Linked DNA regions of Muntiacus reevesi: region 2 is linked to region 1. The links are chromatin contacts, called in public Hi-C maps. All regions are on one chromosome and are shown on one strand. Each heading gives the region's core, a stretch centred on a gene start, on an enhancer-like site or on the middle of the called end of the contact. The rest is flanking DNA. Distances are from core to core; before and after follow the strand shown. Region 1 holds the start of DCAF6 (DDB1 and CUL4 associated factor 6). Region 2 holds the start of LOC136176287 (GPI ethanolamine phosphate transferase 1-like).

Evidence for each region. A called contact is a pair of places that touch in the nucleus more often than the background predicts.
Region 2: a contact with region 1 is called in a Hi-C map of muscle, with 8 times the contacts expected there. The contact joins the promoter of LOC136176287 here to the promoter of DCAF6 in region 1. A contact is called at or near these places in 2 of 3 Hi-C or Micro-C datasets (blood and muscle).

Annotation. Positions count from the first base shown.
Region 1 is chr1:64,928,831-64,935,452 of mMunRee1.1, forward strand. DCAF6 (DDB1 and CUL4 associated factor 6) reads left to right here and starts at 1,896. Exons shown (of 21, transcript XM_065946326.1): 1 at 1,896-2,246. The coding sequence starts at 2,150. It overlaps MPC2 (mitochondrial pyruvate carrier 2), which reads right to left and starts at 1,279. Exons shown (of 5, transcript XM_065946330.1): 1 at 961-1,279. The coding sequence starts at 1,069.
Region 2 is chr1:65,581,739-65,587,850 of mMunRee1.1, forward strand. LOC136176287 (GPI ethanolamine phosphate transferase 1-like) reads right to left here and starts at 2,492. Exons shown (of 14, transcript XM_065946433.1): 1 at 2,349-2,492; 2 at 633-786. It also overlaps the pseudogene LOC136171204.

The DNA.
Region 1 (6,622 bases), core at 646-3,145:
ACAGGGGGGTTGCACTTCAATCTTTCTATTTATAACACACTTTCTCCTTTGCTAAGTCTTAGGCTTGAAAGTGACTTCAGAATGTTATCTGGTTTGAGTTCCCAGTCAAGTAAGTACTATTACTAACGTTTATATAAGAGGTAACAGGATTTTAGACCTTAAAATAAAGAGTTGGAGGCATTGGGATCTTCCAGTTTCTTACAGAATTATTTTTTCAACTACAAGAACGCTGTTTTCCAATAGGTTAAAGAGAGAGCTAATATTTATTGAGCGTTTACGACGAATCAAACACATATGTTATCTTTACCTTTCACATCGACCACATTTCACAGAAACTAAGATCTAGGATTTTACCCAAGGTCACATCTAGAATTAGCAGCAGAGCAGAACTTAAATCCAGGTCTGTCAACACAAAAAGGTTCAGAAGGAGCTTGTTCAGTAGTAATTTAGGATAGACTTAAACAAACTAGACCTAGGAATGACACTGACTCAGAAACTGGCTAAGGCTTCTGCAGGCCTGTCAGCTGGAGCTGAAGGAAGTATGACCTTTACTCCAAACACTCTGGGGCGGTAAGACAGCTCTTCTGCGCGTGGGTCAATATATCACTACTCATGGAAGGAAAGGGGAGAGAATGAGGTTTCCTGGTGGCCCAGACCCTTTCCTGGCCGCAGAAACGGAGAAGGGTCAAACCAAGAGGCCTGGTCCGGATCTGAGTGGTGCCTAAGAGAAGCAGTGCAACAAAGGTCGCAAAGGGCGCAGACTTGAAAATCACGAGTTTTAGACATGTTGGAAAAGAAAATGTGAAAAGCAAGGAGCATGGGAAAGTACACAGATTCACTTGAGGACCAGGGGTTGGGGCTGTGGGTGAACTGTCCACCGGCAGAGTTGTCAGCGGATCGGTAAAGGGAGGAAAGGGACATGAAGGGAGGTCTCGGTGGGAGCCACTCTGGGTTCATTACCTGCCGGGTGGTTGTACAACGGCCTCAATTTTTCAGGCAGCAGGAGCTCCACTCTATCAAGGACCCGGTGGTAGGTGGCCCGCAGGCCCCGGACGCCGGCGGCTGACATTTCTGCGGACGAGTGATCGTGGGCAGCCGGGTGGTAGCGTGGCCGCGTGCTCGTCCCTGGCTGGCAATGTAGGGCAGCTCGTCACTTTCCCCTGTATCAACGCCTCGCGCCCTCTCTCCCTGGGTGCCTGCCCTTCCCCGGGCTGAGCCTGACCCCCCGGCGAACCACCCTTTGGCCCGCGCCCAGAGAAGGTTGTGGGGGCGGAGACTCTGCGACGGCCCGCCCCGAGCCCGCCTACTGGCTTCTCGCCGCCGGGACCCGGGAGGAGTGGCTAAAACAGGTAACTAAAGGATGGCCTCACCGAGTCAACCCAGAGGCCTACCGGCAGCGCGCTTGCGCAACCAGAGCTGCCCGCACTGATTGGCCCGTCCCGGGCGCGGGCAGGGTCCAAAGCAAACCTCCAATTTCTTCTTCCTGCTCTGGAAGCCATGTTGGAGAAGGGAAAGTGAAGCTGCATCGGCGGATACCCTTTCACTCTGCTTAAGGAGGCCCCTAAATAAAATGGACTATTCGGGCCTTCCGTGCCCCGACTAAAGATGACGCCGCATAACTCTCTTGCTTCCTTTGGAATGAGACTCGTGAACGCGAGACTTACGACTTCAGCTACTTCTCTATTCCTCATTTATCCATAGAGTATTAAGGATTTAATTAGAATGGCCTGAACCCAATTTCCTAGGGTAAGGGCGGCCATAGCACACACCTGCCTCAAAGCCCAGTGGCAGTCATCTCGCGAGAAAGGTTTGGAAGGGCGGGTGTAGAGAACGAGGAGAGGGAGGAGTCGAGGCCGCCTTCGCCTCCTCCTTCAGGAGGGGGTGCCGAGGGAGGGGACTGTTGCTGATCTCTGGTTGTTCTGGGTAGTCTGAGAAGGAGAGTATGAAGCGAGCTCCAGCCCGGGTACGGCCGGACTTCGCAGGCGAAGGCGCCGCCGCCGCCGCCGCCGCTGCCATCTAACTCGCTGCGCTTGAGAGACCCGGCGCGTGGATGGTCCCGGTGCGGCTCGGGTGTTGATCCGCGTGTCTCTTCCCCCTTCTCCCCTCCCCCACGCGGTGGTCTCCCCTCCTCCCCCAGCCTGGCAGAGCCATGTCTCGGGGTGGCTCCTGCCCACACCTGTTGTGGGACGTGAGGAAAAGGTCCCTCGGGCTGGAGGACCCGTCCCGGCTGCGGAGCCGCTACCTCGGTGAGCAGGGGCCCCGGGGCAGGGGCGCGGAGGTCGCCGCCCCGAGGTGGGGGAGGGGGCCGCGTCGCGGTCTGTTGGAGACGGGACAGCTGCTGGGCGGGGGCGTCCCGGAGACTCTGAGGTGCCGGGTGGCCCTCAGCCGACGGACCCCGCGCCCTTGTCGTCCTCCCGTGGCCAAGGCACTCTTTCATGCTGCCAGCCGCCGCCCTGGTCGGGTTTTCCTCCGGGGGCCGGACCTGGGGCGGACAGTACTGGCCGGGAAAGGTGTTGGGATCGTTTCAGGAGTGGGGCTTGGGGGAAGACTTGTCGAACCTCCCGGAGCTGCCGCGTTTAGAGCAAAAGTTGGCGCTTTTGCTCTTCAGCGCTCTCCCGGCTCAGCCGAAGGAGCTAAGTTTGTGTTGACCGCCCCTCCTCTGAAGTCTCGGTTGGGCTTAGGTGTCGGCGGCGACGCGTTGACCACCCTCGGGGACTCCACGCTCCAAACAGACTGGGGGTAAACTGTTCCGCGGCTGCGAGCCAGAACCTAAAAGTGATAGCTGAGCTGTCCCCACCCCCGCGCGCTTTCCCAGTTGGACTCTGCTGTTCAGTCGTTTAGATTGCTTTAAGGAGGTGTAGGGTTTCGCGTTCCCATTCCCACACCGGTGAAACACTTGGCATTTACTGTTTCTTAGTTAAGCTTTCTAAAAACAACCTTCGATACTTGAGGGAACGGTAGTCCAGTTTTTTTTTTTTTTTTTTCGTTTTGTATAAGTGGATTTGTGAGGATTCTGGGTCACGCCTGAGCTAAAAGTGGATGGATTTAGTAAGAGTCTTTTTTTCTTCCTTCCTCTGCAATCTTGTTACTCTTTATTCTTTTTTATTTTTAATTTGAAGGCAAGACAACATCATTAAAATTTCTTTCTTACCAATTTTGTCACTTTTATCTTAGGTATTTGTTGATGTCATTTAAATGCTTTAAATGTCATTTAAATGATTTTAAGTCAGATGGTTTTGACTTAAAAATCAGTGAAAGAAATTGAAATCTCATTGCACCTAATAGTTCTGGTTTGTGATTATTTGAGAGAAGTTGACAGGCATTTTTTTCTTTCCTCCTGCTTTTTAGTGTCTCAAGTGACATGAGTACATTTTCCTTGTAAAAATGAAGCACAAATTCTTATGATTCTTCCCGTTCGTTTCACACATACATCCTTAGAGAGGTAACAATGTTGTTTCCTGAATATTCTTCTAAACCTTTTCCTTTGAATTCTCACAAGCACGTGTATACATATAGAAATGCTGTAGGAGTGTGTGTGTGTGTGTGTGTGTGAGTGACCTGCATGTATGATGTCATATTGTAAATATTGTTTTGCAACTTGCCTTTCCATTACATCTTGGAGATCGTTGCATGGTCGTAGAAATATATCTGTGCAGTCTTTTAAACTGTTGCATAGTATTTAACGGTATGAAGGTGTCAAGGTTGACTCAGCCTTCTTTCTTTTCCTGTATGTTTGCTGTTATTAACAGTGAACATCCTTTTATCAGTACGTGGTTTTTGTGCATTTGTTCTAGGATAAGTACCTGGAGTGGTGATTAATCATTTTAAAATTTAATATGAATAGAGAATGCTTTTTTAAACCATTAACCTAAAAGATGTGCAATATTTCTTTTAATATTTACTTGCTGAGAAAGAACTTAATTTTAGCTTAATAAAAAGAATACATGTTCTACATAAGTGAATTTCAATTAGTTGGAGCATTTGAATGAGTAGTGATTATATTTAGTTTTATTATTAATGTTTTCTGCTGGCACAGTTCAGTTGTATCTATGATAGAGTCAATTAAAATATAGTAAGATCATAAATTTTCTTTTTCCCTTTCTCTTCTAGCTCCATAATGGAAGTGAAGTTTGTCTTGGGTGGAGGGGAATTGAAGAATGTGACTTCACTGTCTTTAGTAGAAAGTCTAAATTACAGATTTTTCAAACATGTGTATTCATACAATGAATTCCATATCTTACATAATATTTTAAATGTGCTAGTAATATATACTTTATTACATTCTTGGAACAGCTTCCTTTAAAAGTGGGTTTTTTTTAAAAGTGGGTTTTTTTAAGTATTCAGAAATAGTTTGAAAAGTAATTTCTTGGCCTTAATAGACTTTCTTTACACTTTTAGTTTATCTAGCTCATCCACACTCCAGTGCTAATCTTGGCTTAGCATTCAGGAAACAGCAAAATCCATATTAGCACTGTCTGAATTAATGAGATTTTCTAAAAATAATTTTTAAAAATTTATTTATTTGGTGCACAGGGCCTTAGTGTGGGCATGTTTTTGTTGCAGTATGATGAATCCTTAGTTGTGACCTGCAAGCTCTTAGTTGCCGCATGTGGGATATGGTTCTCTGACTGGTCAGTGGTTGTACCTGAAGTACTCATAAAATCTTTTTAAAAAGCCCCTTTTAAAAAAGGGTTTTAAAAAGTAAATGGATTCTTTTTTTTGGAGACTTCAGTATTTAAACATTTTGATTGTTTATAATATCATAGGTTAAATATTTCTCTAATTATGACCATTATATATACTTATAATAATAAATTAATTCTAAATAACAGTAAAATGGGATAGAAGCAACTGACTCTTTTTTGTAACATGCATTTCAAATTAATCATAACATGTATCTTTTGAATAGTAGTATTGAAACATTACAGGTGATTTTATTTAAATTTGGTTATTTATCTCTCTTCCTCTTATCAAAGAAAATTATTTCAACAGAAATTTATGTTTCAAAATTTGGGAAGCTGGAACACACTATGTGTGTTCACATGGTCAGGTTCTAAGTCTGTTGGGGGCCTGCTTCCTGGTTCATAACCATCTTTTCACTGTAACCTCACAAGGCACAAGAGGTGAGCTCATTCTCTGGGATTATAAGGGCCCTAACCCAAGTCTTAGAGAAGGAAATGGCAACCCACTCCAGAATTCTTGCCTGGAAAATCCCATGGACAGAGGAGCCTGTTGGGTTACAGTCCGTGGGTTTGCAAAGAGTTGGACACAACTGAGCATGCACACACCCAAGCCTAATCACCTCCCCCAAATTCCTGTCTCCTAATACTAATACCTTGGGGGTTAGAATTTCAGCAGAGAAATTTGTCCGGAGGAGGCGGTTGGGGGAATAGAAACCACTAAGCCAGTGACAACTTTATAGTGAAGATTGAAATATCTTTTTGTAAGGGGATTAGAATGTCTCTGTCCTTTGAATATCATTAGGGTCACTATGTATTGAAATGGTTAATTTTGCATTTAGACTAGTCTTGTAGTGTATCTTGAGTACATCTATATTCAGACTTACAAAGTTCTTCATAAAGTGTTGCAAAGTCACAATATATTTTATAAGGGTCAGAAAATTCTGAGTGTTGTCCCTTTGTTAGCTACTGGGGAAAAGTAAGTGAAAATATTTGTATTTTGTTTCCTTAGTCTTAAAAAAAATCTCAATGAAAGCTGAAAAATGTCTGATTGTAATAGTGAATGACAGATATGACAAATATATGTTATAGAATATACTGATAATTCTTGAAGATTAGGCCACCAAATGCACATTATTAATCATAACGATGGCAGACCATTGAATAGCTCTGTTGTAGATTTCATTCCTACTTGGTGTAGAATTAAAGTTTAAAAGGGATAGGAACTTCTGATAGCATGAAATTTATATTACAGGTATGTTTTATGTCAGTGTTTTTCAAATGTTTTGACCATTATCCACAGTAATATTACAGTTACATGGGAATTTGTGATACACACATAACTAAAAAGATTTCCCGAATGACATTTAACCTTACTAAGTATGGTGCTGGAGCAGGAAATGGCAGGCCACTCCAGTGTTCTTGCCTGGAGAGTCCTGTGGACGGAGGAGCCTTGTGGGCTGCTGTCCATGGGGTTGCATAGAGTCGGACACGACTGAAGCGACTATGCATGCATGCATGCATTGGAGAAGGAAATGGCAACCCACTCCGGTATTCTTGCCTGGAGAATCCCAGGGATGGAGGAGCCTGGTGGGCTGCCGTTTATGGGGTCGCAGAGAGTAGGACACGACTGAAGGGATTTAGCAGCAGCAGCAGCAGCAGGTATGCTGCGTTCTGTTTCATATCATGTTATTAAAAAATGTTGGTGTTTACCCAGTAGAATATCCACTAACGAGTATTGGCTTGAGGTTTGCAAAACTACTAGGTGGTGTGTGTTTTTTATAGTTGTCATTGAATGTTAGGGTGACTGACTTAGGGTGGCAGATTAAAAATATTTTTTTTGAATACTGCTGATAGCTAATGAAGATATAGATAATAAAACTTTTAATTTATACTTTGGCAAAGAATAAGTAGGGTAGGACATTTAAATCCTTGGCTTTTTT
Region 2 (6,112 bases), core at 1,242-3,741, 650 kb after region 1:
CACTATTATCATTTAATATTTCTCTTTTTTTTAAATCACTTTTTATTCAAATTTAGTGAAAAAAAAAACTTTTTCATGGATGAATTATTTGGAAATCACCTAAAAAAATGAATAACTACTAAAATGTTTAAAATACACATAACCATGTATCAATACAAGTCATTTAACTTATACCTCTGGGATGTTTACCACACACTGAAAAACAATGTCAAAAATTAGAATATGTAAAAATGTATAAAAAGTTATATATTTATAAAACTTTACATCAATGAAAAACTTGCACTGAAAATATTACTTGTGGTTATTTTAAGAGTACTCAAACAAAAAAATAATTTTTTAATCAAGAAAACAATTGAAGTGCTTGGAAAAAAGCGATCTTTTATATTTTTATCACTAACATACAAGCATCAATGACTATCTCGATCATTCAGTGAAACATTGGCTGTAAAGACCTAGATTAATGCAAAACTTAGTAAGTAGAAGTAAAATTCCTCAACAATATTAATGGCAAATTATTATTAAATATAAATCAGCAATTGTTAATAATATCTTAGTATGCACTATTAATATTTCTTCAACATTTTTAGTTGATAAGGAAATCTCTATGTACTGTGGAAGAGAAAGGTACTTACTGAGACAACTGGCCAGTTGATTTGTTAGGGGCTTGGAAGGTCACATTAACAAGTCCATGGTTACAGGATATGAGGTAGAACCAGGGAATTACAGATGTGTCATAGTAAGCTGCTGATCAAGGAAGAACTTCGATATCCAACTTCTTACAACTATCTGAGGAAACATATTTTAAATCTATTTTCAATTTTCATTTTAGAAGTCAGACCCTAAAAGATATTCCCTTTGGGGCCTACTTTGGAGCAATTAGCTTTTTCTGGCTAATGCTACTAAATGATTGACATCAGGTTTGTTTCACTTTACTTTTAAAAATCTGTCAAATATTCTCAAGATATATGAGTAGTACATTAATTGATAAATGATTATAACATTTGTTGTGTACTAGGTACCAGGTACTGTGACAAGCACATTCCTAAGTCTGTGTACTTTAAGGATCTCCTTGACAGAGGAGGCTAAGAGAAGTCAATAACTTTTTAAAAGTCTCAAGGCAAATCACTGGCAGGACGGGGATATGAACTGTAGGCTCTTCAACCTAATAAGCACACTCCTTGAGAGGAAGACCCTAAGTGTGGGGACCTTAAGTACAACAGATGTGTACAATTCCCATTACACAGGAGGAAATACTGCATATAAATAACCCATTTCTAAACATGCCTTTTCCATGCCATTCCCTAATCCTTCCCATTTTTCCATTCCACAAAGTGGTTCCATCTTCAATCTCTCTGGCAACTCAATTACAATAAAGATCAGCAATCCTTTTAGCTAAGGACTATGAAACAACACTGGTGTCTCTTTTGATACTATTTTCCTAAGATCTGGGATTTTTTTTCCATGCTTTTCTTCAATACACAGCATGCGCATACACACACACATAAATTCAGAATTAAACACTAGGAGCTAATGTTCTGTTAAAAAAAAATTCTTCCAATTCTTAGTATTAAAAGCATCAAAAAAGCTTCTACCAAAAACAAAACAAATACCCCAAGTTCAGTTCAGTGGCTCAGTCGTGTCTAACTCTTTGCGACCCCGTTGACTGCAGCACGCCAGGCTTCCCTGTCCATCACCAACTCCCGGAGCTTGCTCAAACTCATGTCAATTGAGTTGGTGATGCCATCCAGCCATCTCATCCTCTGTCATCCCCTTCTCCTCCTGCCCCCAATCCCTCCCAGCATCAGGGTCTTCTCCAATGAGTCAGTTCTTCGCATCAGGTGGCCAAAGTATTGGCGTTTCAGCTTCAGCATCAGTCCTTCCAATGAACATTCAGGACTGATTCCCTTTAGGATGGACTGGCTGGATCTCCTTGCTCTGCAAGGGACTCTCTGAGGGACAGTATTTGACGTTTTGAAGCGTCCCCATTGTGCAAGCTGTGTATTAAATCACAAGTGCTTACTGCGCTCCTAATAGTTTGTTACCGAAGTCGAGACTGTCGGGATAGTCGCAGATCCAAGCAGATCCCAACGTCCCCGCTGCATGTTCCACTGGCTCTGTCTCTGTGCCGCACCCAGCCCCCCGGGTCCCGCAGGCACGAGGCTGGGAGGGCGAGAAAGAGGAAGCAAGCCCCGTTCTGACCACCGGCTCTTCCCGGCACCGGCCACCCCCGCGGGGAAAACGTCAGCAGCGGGCAGCGCACAACGCAGGAGCGAAGGAAGAGGGGGCGGCGCACCCCGGCGAGCGCCAGTGTCGGGCCGGCCCCTGCCCCCACTTCTCCCGGACTCTACCTGGGCTCGACCAGGTCAGGCCTGACCTCGGGAACGAGGTCTCGTCAGCGCGAAGGCGGGCCCCGGCTGCGAGTCAGAGCTCCCCTCCAGCCCAGAAGAGAAGCTTCCTAAGCCACCATCAAAAACGCCCCCCAACCACGAAACGACCCGGACACTCACCTGACCAGAAGCTACTCTCGCGATAATTCCCGGGTCAGTCCTCCGTGACTCCAATCCCCGCCCTTACCTCCTTCGACCAATCAAAAAGGACTGGGGTGGGGCTTTGCCTTCGAGCAGGGGGCGGGGCCCCTCTGTCTGCTCACAAGCGTGGGGAGCAGGCGGGGCGGGGGCGGGGAGAGGGCGGGGCACACGCCATTTCTCGCGAGACCAGGGACCAGGACGACGCCCGCAGAGCCGGGCTGCTGCGGCTGAGTCAGTGGCTGCTACTGCTGCAGCCTCCGGACGGTTTGCTTCCGAGCCTGCGCCTGGTCTCCAGGTGAGGAGGCTGGACGTGGCAAGGCCGGGTCTGTGGAAGCGAGCGGTGCCTGCCGAGGCTCAGAGGGGACTTAGGCCACGGTCTGTCACAGGGGGGCGCCCACACTCTTGACTGTGTAAGACAGTTCACGCCGGCGGCGGCGTAAACCCTTTCCTCAGCGATTCGGACGAGGATGAGGATGAGGTCTCGGCGACCGACGAGCGGCGGGCAGGACTTCGGCTGGGTGCCGGGGCGGCATAGATCCTGGCTCTGCGGACTCGCTGTCGCCCCAGGACCCCGTGGCCTTGGGGAGCAGTGCCCGAGCTGGGCTCCCCGGGGAAGCGGCGGCGGCGGCCCTGGGGGGCCCTGGGGGAGACCCCGGCCCGCCTGTCAATTGATGCGATCGCGGCCCAGCTGCTGCGCGATCAGTACCTGCTGACCACCTTGGAGCTGCACACCGAGCTGTTAGAGAGCGGGCGCGAGCTCCCTCGGCTGCGCGACTGCTTCCCCAACCCTGGCAACTTCGAGAGGCAGAGCGGGACCCCGCCGGGGACGGGGGCGCCGGGGGTGCCCGGGGCGACCGGCCTTGGAGGCGCAGGAGGTCGGGAGCAGAGTACGACGTCGTGTGGGGGACAGCTCAGTAAATGAACGACGGCGCTGTCCCTCCGGCTGGGCTTTTGGGGTTGGGGTTGGGGCTTATTGTGGGGAGGGGGTGCTTGTGGGCCGGTGCTGAGTACTGGGAGCATTTCAGCTAGAGGGTTGGGGCGGGGGTCGGCGGTGATCTTTTGCCGTGGAGGCCAAAGGATTTGACAGCGACTGTTCTCTCGCTGCCTGCCTCCAGCCCTTGGCTGGACTTGCACCAGCTCCTGGTTCCACTATTAGTGTCCATATCTATTAAATATCCAGAGTTTCTAGTTCACTGGCTACTACATGATTCCAGAAGACTCCCTTACAACCTTGGTTTATCGCTTTAATTGTTTTTCCATTCTCTCCCGTCTCCTGAACCGCCACTACCTGGAAACAGTGTTCCTTTTGTTGTTCCCAGTAATTATTTGACTCCAAGTCAAGAGAGTTAAGAATAGGATATGTTGCTCTTTCCCCGAAACCAGATCCACTTGAAGGCCCATTTGTCTTTGGGTTGAGTTGATTACTCAAAAGTTGCATCTTCTACTGCATAAAATTTGTTCAGTTTAAATAAACTCAGTTTCATTCACTTTCGGTTCCTTAATTTCAGTGGGTGTCCAGAATTATAGGAAGTCTAAGGAGCAAAGTAGGCAGGTTCTCCCTGCAGTGTTACCTCCTGGTCTCAGAACCTTGTAGGCTTTTTTCTGTTGGTAAGTTTAGGAATTAACTTTTCTGCCTTGTTGTAATCATTGTTAACCGTATAGAGTGTTCGTTTACCTCATTCATCATATATTTGTAAGCATTTCTTATGTCTTTAAAACGTACAGCCAACCCTAGAAAAGGGCATGGCAAGCCACTCCAGTATCCTTGCTTGGAGAATCCCATGGACAGAGGGGCCTGGCAGGCTACAGTCCATGGGGTGGCAAAGGTTCGGACACTACTGTGCAACTTAGCACATGTCCTTAATTCAGAAGAGTGTTACATTTTAAAATATAGCCTCAGCCATTTTCTCTGCTGAAACATTTATATAATTACATTAAATTATCCCAATCCATAGCCCATTAAAAAAAAAAAAAGTACCGCCCAGGATGCATATTGGAGTCCCAGTACCTATCCTTCTCAAGAGGCATCTTAGATTTTCCCTTACTAACAGTATGAGGTTTTCAATATGTTAATGTGAGGCCAACTGAAATTTGCTCACACATGTTAAAATACATGATAAAATTGTAGCCAAACTGATGGTTTTTTGTTAGTACTTTTAAGTGGTGCCGGAGACTGAGATCACCTAACTTCAGTCCCTCAGTTCAGTTCAGTCGCTTAGTCCTGTCTGACTCTTTGCGACCCCATGAATCACAGCACGCCAGGCCTCCCTGTCCATCACCAACTCCTGGAGTTTACTCAAACTCATGTCCATCGAGTCAGTAATGCCGTCCAGCCATCTCATCCTCTGTCGTCTCCTTTTCCTCCTGCCCCCAATCCCTCCCAGCATCAGGGTCTTTTCCAGTGAGTCAACTCTTTCGCATCAGGTGGCCAAAGTATTGGGAGTTTCAGCTTCAGCATCAGTCTTTCCAATGAACACCTAGGACTGATCTCCTTTAGGATGGACTGGTTGGATCTCCTTGCAGTCCAAGGGACTCTCAAGAGTCTTCTCCAACACCACATTTCAAAAGCATCAATTCTTCAGTGCTCAGCTTTCTTTATAGTCCAAATCTCACATCCATACATGACCAATGGAAAAACCATAGCCTTGACTAGATGGATCTTTGTTGGCAGAGTATTGTCTCTGCTTTTTAGTATGATATCTAGGGTGGTCATAACTTTCCTTTCAAGAAGTAAGCGTCTTTTAATTTCATGGCTGCAATCACCATCAGCAGGGATTTTGGAGCCCCAAAAATAGTCTGACACTGTTTCCACTGTTTCCCCATCTATTTCCCATGAAGTGATGGGACCAAATGCCATGATCTTAGTTTTCTGAATGTTGAGCTTTAAACCAACTTTTTCACTCTCCTCTTTCTCTTTCATCAAGAGGCTTTTTAGTTCCTCTTCACTTTCTGCCAAGAGGGTGGTGTCATCTGCATATCTGAGGTTATTGATATTTCTTCCGGCAATCGTGATTCTAGCTTGTGCTTCTTCCAGCCCAGCATTTCTCATGATGTACTCTGCATGTAAGTTAAATAAGGGTTAAATAAGGGTGACAATATACAGCCCTGACGCACTCTTTTTCCTATTTGGAACCAGTCTGTTGTTCCCTGTCCAGTTCTAACTATTGCTTCCTGACCTGCATACAGGTTTCTCAAGAGGCAGGTCAGGTGGTCTGATATTCCATCTCTTTCAGAATTTCCCACAGTTTGTTGTGATGCACACAGTCAAAGGCTTTGGCGTAGTCAATAAAGCAGAAATAGATGTTTTCCTGGAACTCTCTTGCTTTTTCGATGATCCAGCGGATGTTGGCAACTTGATCTCTGGTTTCTCTGCCTTTTCTAAAACCAGCTTGAACATCTGGAAGTTCACGGTTCACGTATTGCTGAAGCCTGGCTTGGAGAATTTTGAGCATTACTTTACTAGCGTGTGAGATGAGTGCAATTGTGCGGTAGTTTGAGCATTCTTTGAGATTGCCTTTCTTTGGGATTGGAATGAAAACTGAGCTTTTCCAGTCCTGTGGCCATTGGTGAGTTTTCCATATTTG